2 separate regions of the Capsicum annuum genome follow, and region 1 is linked to region 2. A link is a contact called in public Hi-C data. All regions are on one chromosome and are shown on one strand. Each heading gives the region's core, a stretch centred on a gene start, on an enhancer-like site or on the middle of the called end of the contact. The rest is flanking DNA. Distances are from core to core; before and after follow the strand shown. Region 1 overlaps LOC107838938 (a long non-coding RNA gene). Region 2 has its middle 5.2 kb from the start of LOC107838939.

Region 1 (2,700 bases), core at 150-2,649, 250 kb after region 2:
TTTATTGATTTAAAAACACTTAAAATAATTCAATCCAAAAATGCTCTTAGTTATGACTTTTATATCTTAAAAATATCCGAGTATTCTTATTTTCATTTTGGATTCCTATTTGGTATTAAAAAAAAAAAGTTTAAAGTAATAATCCATGAAATGTGAAGTAAGTTGAATAAAACTCGTGAAAATGACCTAAAAAAGTTGAGTACAACACTTTGAATCACCAACAATATTCACTCTCAAACAACTGATGATGTTAAACGATGGATAATCATCAACCTCAACGGAACCACACTTCAATAGTCTTGGTTGGTTGACACAGAGAAAAATTTTATGCCCATTTATTTATTTGATAAATTTGCAAATTTATTTTTGTTAAATATTATTCGTACGTCGCATGAATACTAATACTAATATTTAATAATCAGAAAATTCTCAAATTATTAACATATGAGGAAAAAGTGCTCATGTAATTACAATAGTTTGATGTCATATTTATTAGAAGATATGAGGAAAAAGTGCTCATGTAATTACAATAGTTTGATGTCATATTTATTAGAAGATGACCGGTTAGACATATTATTTTATAAACACAATCCAAATTGACATGGAATTGAATTATACGTCTTGTAACAGTATCATCATATGTTATGTGACTACTAGAGGAGCACGGCCCATGACAGTACAGGCCCAACATTAAGAATTGATTATGTCCGATACGTTAGATTGATTTCAATTCGAATTATAAGGTTGTAAAACATAAATATATTAAAACATAAAACTACTTGAAAGTATTTTCCATCGAAAAAGGTTACAAGATCTGACTGAACCTTGCAAAATAGACCCACACATCTAATATTCCAAGTTGATTCCACATGTAATATTCCGCAAGTTGCGAGTTGCAAGATACATACCGCAAGTTCTATACATAGTATTTATCATAGTTCTAATAAAGTTGATTCCACATGGTTTAACAAAAGATTAACATATCAAATTAGCATATTTCGAGAAATAGATTATTCGAACATCCTCCAAGCTTTATAGGATAGTCCTTAATACTTTTTGGTAATCACAATTACACCACAATGGAGAAACCTCTTCAACTAATGGGACAATGATTCGCAGAGTATTAATTCTCAAACAAAAAGGTCAACATATTCCTATCAAATATGATTAAACAAGAAGATACAATCCCTGAAAATATAATGTGTAATAGCTTAAAGTTCATCAGTTACGCACACAAGTCATCTATGGTTGTTGCCTTGCTAGCATAGGTCCCCCGGTTATTCGAGTTTTCCCCTCAAACATAGATTAGAGTCGACAAAACGTCAATAACACGACGACGACACTATAAGCACCTCCTGCCACTTGTTCATTACTTGCACATTATTAATCATACATACTAGAGGACACTCCAAGAACTCAGAAATAAGCCATCGAGCAAATACAGATGCAGCATCCACCTTGGGTCTGGACAGTGACTGTAAAAGAGGACGCTGACGTTGAAATGGGCTTGATTATTATTTTTATCAAAGACTAAGTGTTGAGAGTTTTAGATTTTTTACTTTGTATTTGTATTACTCCCTCCGTTTGAAAAAGAATGACCTACTTTCCTTTTTAGTACGTTTAAAAAAGAATACTCCTTTCCTTTTTTGGCAATACTTTAATTTCAACTTTCCACATGGCATGTTTAGGACCACAAGATTAAAGGGTATTTTGGTACATTTGACACAACTTTAATTTAAGGCCACAAACTTTAATTTGCGTAAATCTCAACTATCAATTACATACAAGTAAATCACTACTTCACAAACTTCTCAGGTATCCTATAAACTTTATGTTTGAGTAATCTGTGACTTTGCTTATTTCATATTATAATATTGCAAACAATAAATATACAATGATATGAAAAATGCAATTTTTAAGAAGAAAAAAGCAAAAAAAGGTTACACCAAGATATGTTGTTCAAACTCTAAAAAAATATTACCACAACTGTGTTGGATCCTCCAGAGGTATACTAATTTTAGAGGATCCACATCCTATAACAGATCGAAAGAGTCCGAGCAACATAGACACCAAGAATATTGATTTGCATATCAACATGTTTGAGAAAATCACCAGAATGATCAGAACAAAGCACTTTACACATCTTTTTCTAAAATCCCAAATAAGAATTACTACTTTAGCTCTTTCCGAATGCAGAAGGGGAAAAACAAAGAAACACACTTTATAACATTAAAAAAAATGCGAAATAATAAGAATGTAGAAAAGCAGTAGGTTGTGCATGCATTAATTTTGCTAATATATGAAATCAATCATGAGTATTTGCAATTACAATAATACTTCTAGAAAAGTTTCTAAACACTTACCAGAATTGTTCACAGAACAATGGAACCATTTGGATTTTCATCACTGAACACCTCTGTAGTATGATACAAATAATTTCCAGTCACCGTTCTGCTTCAATAGTAAACAACGCCTCCGTCATTCACAGTCAAAATTTTGACGTCTCTCTTCATGTGATATCTCAGTGATTCTGCCAAGGATTTCATGTCAATCTTCTACCAAGTTGTTTTCTTGATCCATTTTCATGTTCCAGCATCCTGTATTAGAGGCATTGGATCATCAAATCTATGATAACAACAACATGTCCCATGTAATCACATAAAGTAAGATTTAGGGAGAATAGAGTGTACATATGTAGCC
Region 2 (2,700 bases), core at 37-2,536:
CGTCTTAATTATCATTTTTTTCTCCTCCTATTAACCATGTATTAACCATTCTAGTTTCCTACTTTGGTTGAGCATGCATTGATTTCCTTTACTTTTCCTTTCTTCTTACTTTGTCGAATATATGTTAATGTATTTTATTTCTTCTATCTTTGCATGTAAATCCATTTCGGAGCCCCAATGGGCTCTTTCCCTTTGCATCTAAATGGGCCATTGGGGCCCACTATGCCTATCGGGTCAAGCCCAAAAAGAAATCCAAAGTCGGTTACATAGCATATGGATACAAGGAATTGAAAGAAGGGAAATGGGTTAAAGTCCCATTCTTGAAGCGACGATGAAACCCGAGCCTCATTTCTGTTTATTTCTTTGTTGTTATTTATTTATTGTTGTCGTATTTATTTATTTATTTATTTCTTTAGTTATTCGTTTGGGCATCGAAGCCAAATTTGTAAACAAATACAAGTGGAACGAGCTCAAGCCAAAGGTTCGAAAACTAGATTAGGACAGGTGAAATGGGTCGAAAGTCTAATTAGACTAGGATAAGTCTCATTGATTTGGGTCCAATGGCCTAATATCTTTTACTTTCTCCTCCCTTCCCCTTTTCATGTGTTTATTTGTTTATTAGTTCTGTTTAGACTTAGTTGAAATCTCTAGCCTAAATCTATTTTATACTAGTCTTTTCTGAAAAATAGATCATTTTCAACAAATCAATCTTTTCAAAGTTGATCAAAAGATATTTTTTTCAAATAGTTTGGATAACCGCAAGCTAGCAGGTGTTTTAGGTGTCTAATACCTTTCTAAAGTGTTAATAGGAACCGCTTACTCAGAATCTTTCAAACTTAAACGATTTTTCTGTTTTGGATCGTTTAAAGTATTTATAAAGGTTTATTAATTCTTTTTCAAAATTAAGTGGCGACTCTTCTAAAAAGTCAAAATTTTCGCAAAACAGTAATGACTGGATATTTTATTTTATCCAAATTCATTTGGAAATATCTCAGCGATCAAGTGATCATTACAATTTCCGTTTAGCATTAAATCAGTCAACACATTGTTATCTGTCATCCGATTCTCTGCAATCCTAATTTTTTGTGTATAAGTCTCCTGTAAGTTGTCCAATTATAAAACCATATACTAGAAATACCTATTCTAGTTTGCCATAATATTTGGTGTTCTACTAAGTACCTGGCCTGTGATATCTTTTTCCATTCTTGTGATCCTGAACCAGTTTTCCACATCACCATATTAGGGTGCTCTCTTTTGCAGTACTTACTTTGCATAAGTGCTCCAAATAGACTCTTTTGTTCAGAAATTCCACCAAAACTTTCAAAAGAGAGCCATAACCATATCCTGTAGCAATCTAAATCCAAGTCTTACCTTCTTTCTCTGGTAGGCATAAATTTTTCCATCTTACTCAATGTCTACTCCTTCCTTCTATATGATTAGTCCACAAAAATTAAGCTAGCATTTTCTGAATAGTAGTCATCACATTCATAGGTGGATTCACGACTGATTGGCAATGGACATGTATACTTTGCAAGACATTCTTGATTAGTATGGCTCTCCCTCTATATGATAGTATCATTCCCTTCCATCCTTGCAGCGTACTACTTTTCCTGTTCATGATATGTTGATAGTAATCCTTCTTCTTCCTCTTGTGAAAAGTAGGACATCCAAGGTAAGTAAAAGGAAAATGTTTTCTTAGAATACCTGTAGCTACCTTTGTCATCACTACTATTCCTTAGGAAACACCTTTATGCAAATATATTGCACTCTTCTCCTTATAAATCTTTTTCCCTAATACAAGCTCATACATCTCTAAAGTTAATGTGACTCTTTGTAGTGTGCCTAAATCAGTCTTGCATAATATGATTACATCATCTTCAAAACCAAGGTGATTGATTTTTGGGCTTCCCCTTGGTATGGAAAACATCTTAAACTCCTCCTCCAGTGAGGGAAGGAGATAAAGGATCTCACTATTTCAAACCCATGTAGGATCTAAAATAGCCTTTAGGTTGCCCATTCAGTAGGATTTTATATATTAGATTTTTTATTTTTGTATAGTCTTCTCTATGGCATCTCGAGAATACTATGATTTTGGTAGTTCGAAGCCCTATCTTGATTATCTATGTCCATATTGTGATAGATCCACCTTTGGGGAGATTGTAGATATGCTCCTGGGAGAGAGATGGAATCATCATCTCAATCATATTAGGGTATGATTGTTGTTTATGTGGTGGTCAAGATGGATATTGGAGTGATTTCCCAAATTCCCCCTCCCCTTGTTATTCTAATTGAAATGCTAGGTCATCTTATGAGTTTGATAGGTCTTATGATGATGAGAAGAAGGAAGAGCAACATACTGGGTCCAATAGTTTTGAAGCAATGCTTCAAACTATTTTGGACTGGGTAACTACAATGGGGGAGAATGTGCAAGACATACATCAATTCAATAAGGCATTTGGAAGGGAAATTGTCAAGATAGAGGAAATTAGCAAGGAGACAAGCCTTGAAAATACAACTTCCTTGCCCACTTTTCAAGAAAAGGTTGACCAAAAAGAGAAACCAATCTATGATGACGAGCTTAGTAACGAAAAATCCTTGGTGATTTCCCAACCAATCGAGTCAAAAGATAATAATGATGCCAAAATCAAGGAAATGGTACAAGAGTCAAAAGAAGAAGCAAAGCACATATCTCGCGATGAC

Evidence for each region. Hi-C and Micro-C count contacts between places; a contact is called where the count stands out from the background.
Region 1: a contact with region 2 is called in a Hi-C map of leaf, with 2.3 times the contacts expected there. The contact joins two enhancer-like sites. A contact is called at or near these places in 2 of 5 Hi-C or Micro-C datasets (leaf and placenta).

What each region holds. Positions count from the first base shown.
Region 1 is chr8:84,054,737-84,057,436 of UCD10Xv1.1, forward strand. It overlaps LOC107838938 (a long non-coding RNA gene), which reads right to left. Exons shown (of 9, transcript XR_001664906.2): 8 at 2,364-2,597; 9 at 964-1,475. Among protein-coding and RNA genes, the nearest start is that of LOC107838938, 6.4 kb to the right of the region's middle. Within about 2 kb of position 1,400, at least 3 of the 5 cell types and tissues checked have an H3K27ac peak or open chromatin away from gene starts, as enhancers often do. A contact at or near this core is called in leaf, where this site is marked.
Region 2 is chr8:83,801,380-83,804,079 of UCD10Xv1.1, forward strand. No RefSeq gene overlaps it. Among protein-coding and RNA genes, the nearest start is that of LOC107838939, 5.2 kb to the left of the region's middle. Within about 2 kb of position 1,287, at least 1 of the 5 cell types and tissues checked has an H3K27ac peak or open chromatin away from gene starts, as enhancers often do. A contact at or near this core is called in leaf, where this site is marked.